2 separate regions of the Ovis aries genome follow, and region 1 is linked to region 2. The links are chromatin contacts, called in public Hi-C maps. All regions are on one chromosome and are shown on one strand. Each heading gives the region's core, a stretch centred on a gene start, on an enhancer-like site or on the middle of the called end of the contact. The rest is flanking DNA. Distances are from core to core; before and after follow the strand shown.

What was found. Hi-C and Micro-C count contacts between places; a contact is called where the count stands out from the background.
Region 1: a contact with region 2 is called in a Hi-C map of hypothalamus, with 2.5 times the contacts expected there. The contact joins the promoter of SLC38A10 here to the enhancer-like site in region 2. A contact is called at or near these places in 2 of 16 Hi-C or Micro-C datasets (hypothalamus and omental adipose tissue).

Annotation. Positions count from the first base shown.
Region 1 is chr11:50,930,380-50,935,116 of ARS-UI_Ramb_v3.0, reverse strand. SLC38A10 (solute carrier family 38 member 10) reads right to left here and starts at 1,729. Exons shown (of 17, transcript XM_060394961.1): 1 at 1,309-1,729. The coding sequence starts at 1,407.
Region 2 is chr11:50,892,648-50,897,479 of ARS-UI_Ramb_v3.0, reverse strand. LOC132657355 (a long non-coding RNA gene) reads left to right here. Exons shown (of 2, transcript XR_009595374.1): 2 at 1-3,265. Among named protein-coding and RNA genes, the nearest start is that of BAHCC1, 37 kb to the right of the region's middle. Within about 2 kb of position 2,894, at least 49 of the 54 cell types and tissues checked have an H3K27ac peak or open chromatin away from gene starts, as enhancers often do. A contact at or near this core is called in hypothalamus, where this site is marked.

The sequences.
Region 1 (4,737 bases), core at 480-2,979, 39 kb before region 2:
TTTACAGACTCAGGACCAGCCAACTACACATCCCAGGATGCAGTTCTGTGCCAGGCAAGTCGCAATGCACGCTGGGACACGTAGTACTTCCAATACCCAGAGGTGGTTGGCCCACGCTGGGATTCACAAGCCAAGACACAGATGTTGCTTCTTGAAGCCGCCAGCGTGGCCTTCTCCACAGCCCTGCAGTCTCCATCCTCCCACCAACATGCTCACCAACCAAGTCAGATCAACCACTCACATGGGAACACTACATGCATTTTCTTTTTGCTATTTTTATCCAAAAGATGCTAAATGTGAAAAATGCAGCATTACTCTAAAATTAAACGCTGACGCCGATTTTCAGTTCCAAAATATCATCTTATTTTCATTTTCCCACCTATTTGGTCTCGTCATGTAAGACTGGTCTTTGAGGCCTTGTTGGCCACCTGTCCTTCCCTGATGTCCCTCTCCTCCTCCACCCTCAAGCAGCCTAGCCAGTAGACAGCTCCTGCCCCAAGCAGCAGAGGTAACAGTATCTCCAGCATGGCACACAGTAAGCTAAGAAGTTCATTTTTAGCAAAGAAGTTACCCAATTTGATAATTCTATCACCTCCTTTTTCTACCATACCAAATGAATGTTTATTTGTGAATTAAACAGAAGCCAAATGAACCCACACCTCAAAAATGGTGAGTTTCTTTCATGCAGTATTTAATGCTGGGATGACACCAATTTTTTAATATTTTGGATTTTTTCAATCAAGGTAACATTTGCATATGGTGAAATGCACAAATTTTAAGCACACAATCTGGAGAATGGAGTCATCACCTTGTAACCAACACCCCAAACTAGTTCCAAGGCCTGGGGGTTTGACTGATGTGCTTCTGAACACAAGTGCAGTTAGGTCAGAGTTTTTAGAAATAATAATAAAGAAAAATAACACTGAATCCTGTGGTCACTTTCCATTTTTAAAAGATCATATTACTTTGCTACATTTGAACTTTGATCTTAAGTTATTAACTGTTCTTAACCTTTTCCTTGAGAAAAGAGGATAAGACCGTTGGATGGCATCACCTACTCGATGGACATGAGTTTGAGCAAGCTCCAGGAGTTGGTGATGGGCGGGGAAGCCTGGTGTGCTGCAGTCCATGGGGTCACAAAGAGTAGGACAGGACTGAGCGACTGAAGCTTTTCGTCGAGGGAATTCCCTCAATTTCTCTTGCAGCCACGGGGCAGGCGAGCCGCAGGGCCGCCTCCCCAAGTCCTAGTTCCCGTGAGGGGGTGAGCCCGGGGCGGCGAGGGGGGTGACCACTGCCTGCTGGACTCACCTGTTTGAAGCAGAAGGGCATGGTGAGGACACTGACCCCTACTATGCTGTTCACTATGTTCGTGATCAGCCCCCAGTTGGAGGCGGCGGCCGCAGTCATAGCGCGGGGTCTAGAGGCCCGGGAGCCCCAGTTCAAGGCGCCGGGACGACGGTGGGGCGTGAGACCCTGAGGGAGACGGGTGGCTGGCTGCCTGGAGGAGGCAGCCTCTTGGGAAGCCGGCAGGGGCAGTCAACCTCCAGACCCCGCCAGACCCCACGGCCGCCTCATGTCTTCCTCCCCGGCTGGTTCTCGCCGGCCACCTCCGTGTCCCCACGCATAGACCCGGAAGAATTGCGGGGTGCCAGCCAGGAACACCTCAGCCCGGCTTCGCAGCCACCCTGACACACACTTCCTCCTTCCGCGGGCTCCTCTGCCCGGAAGTGACGACGAATAGGCGGTGCTCAAGCAGGGCTCTGACGGAGAGAGGCGGACCTAGTGGGGCGGGGTTTGGTGGGAAGCAAACCAATGAGAGGTGGGCTGGGTCTGTGGGACGGGACCTGTGGGCAGGGCCCGGTGTCTGAGCACCTGTTCCAGCACCCAGCTAATAATCATCCTCCTGAGGACCTGGTATCCTGAGCCCTTTCTTTCAGGACCTGGAGCACAAGGAACTCGCCACAGTTCTACATTGTCACATACATACGGTATCATCAGTTGGGCTAATCTGGTGAATACAATGGAATCACACTGTGGTTTTTATTTTTTAATCTTTCATATTTATTTATTTGGCTGCATGGGATCTTAGATGCAGAATCTTCAGTTGTGTCATGCTAACTCTTAGTTTTGGTGTATGGGATCTAGCTCCCTGACCAGGGATAGAGCCCAAGTCCCCTGCATTGGGAGTGAAGAGTCTTAGCCTCTGGACCACCAGGGAAGTTCCTCACTGTGGTTTTTAATTTGTTCCCCCAGTTACAAATGAGGTAAATCATCTACTCCTATTTCTATTGTCCATTCATATTTCTTCTCAAAACGCTTATTCATTTTTGCCCATTTTTCTAATTAGCTATTTGATCTCATGAATTTTGCATTCTTTCAATGTGCTTGATAACTGACCCTGTGTCCCTTAATTGGGGTTTTTCTGATGCCTCCTCGTTGTATTCGTTTTTCATAGCTAGAGTAACAAATCACCACAAATTTAGCAGCTCAACCAACACAAACCTGTTCTTTATGGTTCTGTGGGTTAAAAGTCCAGAATGCATCTCACTGGGCTGAAATCAAGATGTGGGAAGGTCACCCCCTTTATGGAAGTTCTCGGGGAGATTCCATTTCCTGCTTATTTGGTAGCTGGCAGAATTCAATTTGTTTGGGTGGTAGGACCAAGGCCCCCATTGTCTTGCAAACTGAAAACTGAGGCCTCCTCTCAGTTTCTAGAGGCCACTTTCCCTGGCTCATGGCCCCCTTCCTCCAACTTCAAAGTCAGCAACAGCGGAGAAGGGGTCAACTCGCTCTCACTTCACATATCTGAGCCAGCCAGGAAAAGTTTTCCAATTTTAAGTATTCATGTGATTAGATTGAGTCCATCCGGATAATCCAGGATAATCTCCCCATCTCAAGGTCTGTAACCTTAATCACAGCTGCAAAATCCCTTTTGGCATGTAAGGTAACATATTCACAGGTTCCCTGGATTAAGGGGGTGCACATCTTTGTGGGGAGCCAGTATTCTGCCACACTCATGGTGAAATTCAAGTTACATTTCTTTGGCACAAATGTTGTGGATGTGCTGCTGTGTTTCCACTGAATCCTATCAGATGCCCTATGATTTTGATTTGTCCCATTCCTGGCTATATTCTCTCTGATTGCTTGATTAGATAGTTTGTCTTTCTCCTTAGTAAATAATGAGTGATTTGTGGGGAGGTACTTTGAAACTAAATGTCCTGGTCCTTGTCAAACTTGCAACCTATTAATATATCGACAGCACTGTGGATTCCTGGTTTCCTGTTGTATTCAGTGGGTTGTCATCCATTATTATCATGAGTTACTTTGATGCGCCAATTTCCTAGACTTGGACAGTGAGAGCCCCTTCAGCTGGCCCCTTTGTCCTGTGCTGGGTCCCTGTCATTCTCTGAGTACTTCCTTGCTTTCTTGCATGATAAGCTGTTCCAAGCTCATCGTGTACTTTTCAAGAATCAATCCTTTCTCCAAGAACTCCAAGGAGTCTTTTCAGTGGAGACTAGTCATTGAGACCAAGATCTGGGCCCTGGTCCTGGCCACTGTTCCTCAATGGGCAGAACTAGAAGACACGTGTATGTACCACACTCACATCTAGATTTCTTCCTAGGTTCATGAACATACTGAAAGCCACACGTTCACAGCAGCATCTCCAAACATTGCTGGCGGTCCAGGGCCACAGTCTTCATCCTGATATTCTCCCCTTCGATTCTTGTAATGCCTGAGTTGATGCTCTCCACCTCACTTAGGCTCCCATACCCTCCCCTGGGCTGCCCCACCGCCATCCCAGACTCCCTCTCCACCCCACTCTGGTTCTGAGTGGCCCCCCCCCCCCACCAGCAATTCCCACTGGCACAGACACTCACCTCACCTTGCACCACCTAAAGGTTTTAGGACTTATGTGTAAAGCAGAGAGAGTCAGGGTCATGGCCATTTCTGAACCTGCACCCCTTCCATTCTCGCTACCCACATGTGAGTTCAATCAGCAGAGCTGATGTGATGCCTCTGTCCCATGGGAGCCTTCTGAGGCACAAAGGCTGTGTGACCCTGGGCATGTTCGAGAACCTCTCTGAGCGCCAATTATTGGGGCATCCATCACTGAAGAGTCAGCAACTTTCCATTTGGTTGCTGGAGGTGACAGCCATGGTCACCATCTGGGGAAGGAGGCGGAGGGGGCTGGACTAGGGTCCCACCTCTGGATGCTGGCGACTCGAGACTTCAGACAGAGGGGGATGTTGACCCCACCTGGCACACCTGTATTAAGGTGACAGATCCTGCTTCTCCCACACCGGTGCCTGCTTTCCCAAGGGGGAACCCCTCTACCACCCCTTCCCCCTCCCTCCCTCTCCCCCACCTCAACCCTCACCAAAGACATTCAGGGACCCAGCCTGGGTTAAATCTCCCTGACAGTTGTGGCTGCTTTAGAGAAGGGCTCCTGGAGAAGGTGGCCTGGGCCCGGGAGGCAGCTGTGGGCAGAGCCAGAGCTGTGGTACTGGCTGTGACCTGGCTACCAGAACGCTGGATCAATTCTCAGTGTTTTCAGTTGCAAAATGGGGCTGATAACCCTGCTCTGCAAGTCTCTGTGAGGTCACAGGTGCAATCCCTTTCCTCCAGGAGAGCATCATTGTTTTTTTTAGCAATCTTCTGCTTTTTCAGGGCTTCCCAGGTGCATGTGTGCATGCTAAGTCACCTCAGTTGTGTCCAACTTTTTGTGACCCTGTGGAC
Region 2 (4,832 bases), core at 1,645-4,144:
CGATCTAAACGGGCTTCTTTCACGTTCTCTCCCACCCAGGCTGGTCAGGGGCACAGCTCCCGGGTGGATCGCACGTGGGCCCCAAGACCTCAGATGCTAGGACCTCTGGAGAAGGGTGCAGAGATCTCCAGGCTCAGCTGAACCTGCATCAGTGGTCCCCACCCACAGCAGGCACACCTGAGCCAGGGAGGGGGTCCTCAGAAGCCAGGCTGGCTCTCCCGACTTTGGTGCCTAGTGCACAGGCCAGGATGCCACTTGTCTCAGCAGTGGACGGGCCAGACAAAGAAGCCGCTAGTGAGGGGTTACCGCCCCCCCAACACATGCCCTTTTTTGTCCTCCCCACCACACCCCTCCTAAGGCAGTTCAGGTAGAGGAATACAGCACCCTTGTAATATTTAGTTAGCAAAATGGGTGAGGGTATTTGCTGCCCTTCCTCGGATGGGGGTCTTGGGCCCTGGTCACTCGCTGGCCAGACCACCCCTTTCCCCTACCACACCTTCATCCATTTCTGAGAACTCTGAGCCAGGCAGAAATTAAGGCCCCTGAGGGCTCTGTGAGAAGGAAATCGGTAAGTTCCCAAATTCCCAGGGAACCAGAGGACACAGCTTTTGTCAGGCCCGTGAAGATTTATGAGGCTCCACCAGAGTGTCGGCCAGGCCTCACTGAGGCCGCCAGCCAGCGTGCCCCGTCTAATCTTTGATTTCCATCTAATTATTTTTTTCCTGCCACTTTCAACTCAGAGTCCGGAGTGGCGAACAAAGGGAAGAAGATGGGGGATGGGGCCACCAGACAGTGGCATGGGGTCGGTTCGGGATCCCTCAGGACCGTGGGGGGGGGGCCCCCTCAATGCCCCAGGCAGGCAGATGAGGGTGACTACTGGAGCTGGGACCATGGAGGGACTTGCTCTCTGGCTAGGCTCACCCCCAGTCACTGGGCCAGAGTTAGTGGGAGTAGGATTCTGAACCCCAAGCAATCCGCAGGGAACTAGTGCACCACGGGGAAGTGCTTCAGGGGAAGAATACCTGTTAACGATCACAGAAAGAAAAAAAATACTTTCCCCTAAACTGCAATTAAGGGGGCTATGGAGGGGTTCCAGGTCCAGTATACCCAGCCAGAGGACACAGAGAAGGCAGGAGGCAGGATTTTTCTTCCCTAACGGAAAAATGCCTGCCCAAGCCGGTAAGAAAAAGTGAAGCTCGCATTTTTCATGTTAAAATAAAAAAATCCAAATGGAAAATGATTTTAGTGGTCACCACCCATAAGTCAACTAAAAACAGGCATAATTAGAGTGTAAGGAATCCAGGGGACCATAAATCTTCGTTGCCTTTTCCACTCGAATCGGGAGCCTTTTATGGCTTGTTGAGTTTTAAGTATTTCGAGAGAAGTGAGGTTCCGGGTTTTGGTGGACGCGGGTCTATGTCGGGAGCGCCACGCCGGGCGAGCGGGGACGGGCGCCGCCGGGACACCGCGAACCTCTCGGTTCTTCCGGGGAAGGTGGAAGCTGAAACTGCGTTTTATCCCCAGGAGAGGCCTTTCCCGCCCACCGGGTCCCTCGCTCCGGAGCCCGGTAATCAGGCTTCCCCAGAGCGGTGGAGGCTCGCGAACTGGGTATTGGTACACATGAGGACTCTGGGGAGTTGATTCCTTTTCTTTCCAACCCAAACTCCGATGGGAATATTCGCTGGTGCGCGGGAACTGGGAGGTTTTTACTTCGGGCCCGATTTGAATCCTTTCACCTGGGCCCTTTGTTCCGACTTATGGCGGGGTGGGGGTGGGGGGGGGGGAGCGGGCACCGTAGAAAATGACACAAAATTAACCCCTCCCTTTTAACCATCAAATCCCTAATTTTCAGTCTTCCCTTAAAGGCAAGCAATACGTTTCACTCTATGGGGTATTTTTCCCCACCGGGTGGAGACCAAATTGCCAATTTCTCATCGATCTAGCCCTCTGCTTTTCCTGAAACAGTCTCCAAACAAAAATATCCCATATCCAAACATCACCTAAAACTCCATTAATCAGGTAAGAAAATGGGAAGAAAGTGAAATGTGCATTCTCTCTCTCAAAGTCTCCCTAAATAAAAGCGCGCCCTTTCCTTCAACTGTCTCCACCATTCCCCTTTGTGTAAAGGCTGTCCCATCCTAAGAACTGGGGCGGGGGAAACTAGACATTCACATTCGGAAGAGTTCTCCCCAGGAAACGATTCTCCTAAGACTTCTTTTGTTTGAAGTGGGCATGGGGGAGGGGAAGGAGTCCGCCCCAGGCCAGCTAAAGGGCCTCCCCAAACCACCAAAAAGCAAAACCCAAGGGCCTCCCCTAACAGGCAAGTCTGGGACTCGTGTGGGTAACTACTGGACAAGGGGACCTGTCCGCCTAGCGAGGGACCAAGGTTGGGTTTCCCCATCCCGAGTTTCCAGCGATCGTCTCTCAGAACTGAGCGGCCCCGCTTGAAAATTCCTTGGGTTCCAGGGGGTACGGGTGGGAGAGACTGCACAAAGCCCCATGGCCCCAGCCCCGGAGCCGAGGAAGGGCGCGTGGTCTCCTCGGCAAATTAAACGCAACCTAGAGTAAACGGGACAGGCTTTTGCAAAGAGACATTTGCTCCGAGCCCCAAGGTGGAGTAGGGAACAGTCCTCTGACCGAGCCCACAGGCACAGACTAGGCCAGTGTGTACCCCGACTTCAGCGGCCCTCCCCGAGCCCTGCAGAAAGACACGTGTGCAGCGAAAGGCTCTTACACACCAGCCGGGTTTTTATTTTTTTCCTACCCGGAGTGCGCTCTAGGCGCGCGGGAAAAAAGGAAAACGCACGTACCTGGCGGCGCTCAGAGGGCGGCCTCGCGGGCCCGCCGCTGGCGAGGGGGCCGCCAGAAGCCACTCCCCGCCCGGCCGGTCGCCACACGGCCCATCCCTCCCTCCCAGGCGACGCACCCCGCCGAGCCAACTCTCCAGGAAGCGCGACGAGCTTCCCGTCCGCGCGCCGGACACGTCTTCCAGCGCCAGGGCCCGCATCTCCTCCCTGCGAGCGGACGCGCAGAGGAACCCTGAGGCCCGACAGTTCCGGAGAGGGGCTACGAGGCCAAGGGGCAGCGCGTCCCGCCGCTAGGCTGCGGCTCCGGTTGCACGTCCAGACCTGGGTCCGGGCGCGTCCTTCTCGACCCAGGTTCCCGCTTTCCCACGTTCGCGGCTGAGCTAGCGGAGACGGACGCGGAACCCTCGGGGAAGACAAGGAGGCAGCGGCGGCCGCGGTCGGCGCAGGAGCCCCGGGGCGGGAGGGGTGCTGGGCGGAGGGGCGGGCGGGTTCCCGCCGCCCCGCGCCCTGCGGCCGCCGCCCTCCAGGAGCGCTCGGCCCCGCCCCCGCGGAGGGGCCCCGCCCCCGCCTCCACCCGGCATTGGAGTCCTCCCCCTCGAACACCCCCGCACTCTCCCTCCTCGCCTTAAACCCCTCGCCTCTCCCCGCTCCCCGCCCCCGACCTCGAGCCCCCCTGTCCTCCCCTTCCAGCGCGGTTCCGTGCCCCCGCCCCTCGCTTCTTACCCCCCCATCCTCGCTCTTCCACCCCTCCCCCACTCGCTGTCCTCCCGCCCCGCCTTCCCCTGCTCAGTCCGCGCCCCCGCCCCCGCCCCCGCCTCCGTCCCCGCCCCCGCCCCCGCCTGCGCGGGTGTTCCCCCGGTTCCGGCCCCAGCTCTCTTTCTCCCCTCCCCTCTGGCCTCCTCCACGCCTTCCCCATCCGCTCCCGGCCCAATCGCCGCCCGCCGCCGCCGCTCCCTTTGTCTAAGCCGCGGCCGCCGGCCAATGGGATCTCGCGGAGACGCGGGCGGTGCGCGTCTGAGCCAATGGGCTGGCCGGGCGGGTCGAGGAGGAAGGCGCCGCGGACTCCGAGTCGGGCAGGCCTGCGCCGGGGCCCAAGCGGAGCTTCGAAAACGGCTGACTCGCCGCCCAAGACCCCGCGCTTTGTACCTCCGAATCCGCCCTCCGGAAAAATGCCCTGGAGTGCAGAGGGGGTGGGGGTGACACCGCGTGGCAGCTCCGGAGCAGGGGGCCCAGGGGATTTGCCTAAGAACCGCCCGTCGCTTTCTGCCCCGGGGTCCGCCCCCATATCTCTCCGGGGACTTGAAATGCAGCACTCTGGAAGGGAAAGAGGATGCCCTGAGAGCGTCCCGGGGCTCCGGAGTGGGGCGCTACTCAGGGGCCTCGCCACCAGGAACTGTCCCCTGGGATAGGGTTGGGGCCCAGGAGCCAGTCCTGGCCTCACTTCTTGCCTGGCGTCTGTCTCAGGGTCACCGCAAATGAGGGGTGGCCCCTGTCGTCCCGGGCTGGGTCATACTGAAGGGAGGAAAGACGCCGCCCCGGGACTCTGAGATATGGACCCTCCACGGCTGGGGCTGCAGATCTGCTGCTCTTTGCACTCTGCCCGCAGGTGGGGTTCTTCCCAGTTTACGGGTGGAGGAGGGGTCACAGCCAGGGCCTCTGCCTCTGCCCTCACCTGAGCCCTATGGGGATGAGCATAGTTCTCACCCTTTAATTACTTCCCTGCTGCCGCCCCAGAAAGGAGGAAGGTAATCCCAAATTACTAGTTCCCATCTTTTCATAAAAAGCAGGTTGGCTTGCTTTTAGAGAAGTTGAGCCCAGTGCAGTCCTGCACATTCTTTGAAAGCACCAGAAAGACAGGAGAAGGAAATACAACCGGTGGTCCCAGGCCTCAGGAAGGGTGGTTTCTAAACTTTTCTTGGTCTCCAAGTAAGTATTAGTTGCTCAGTCGTGCGCGACTTGGCGATCCCATGGACTGCAGCCCATCAGGCTCCTCTCTCCATGAGATTTTCCAAGCAAGGATAGTGG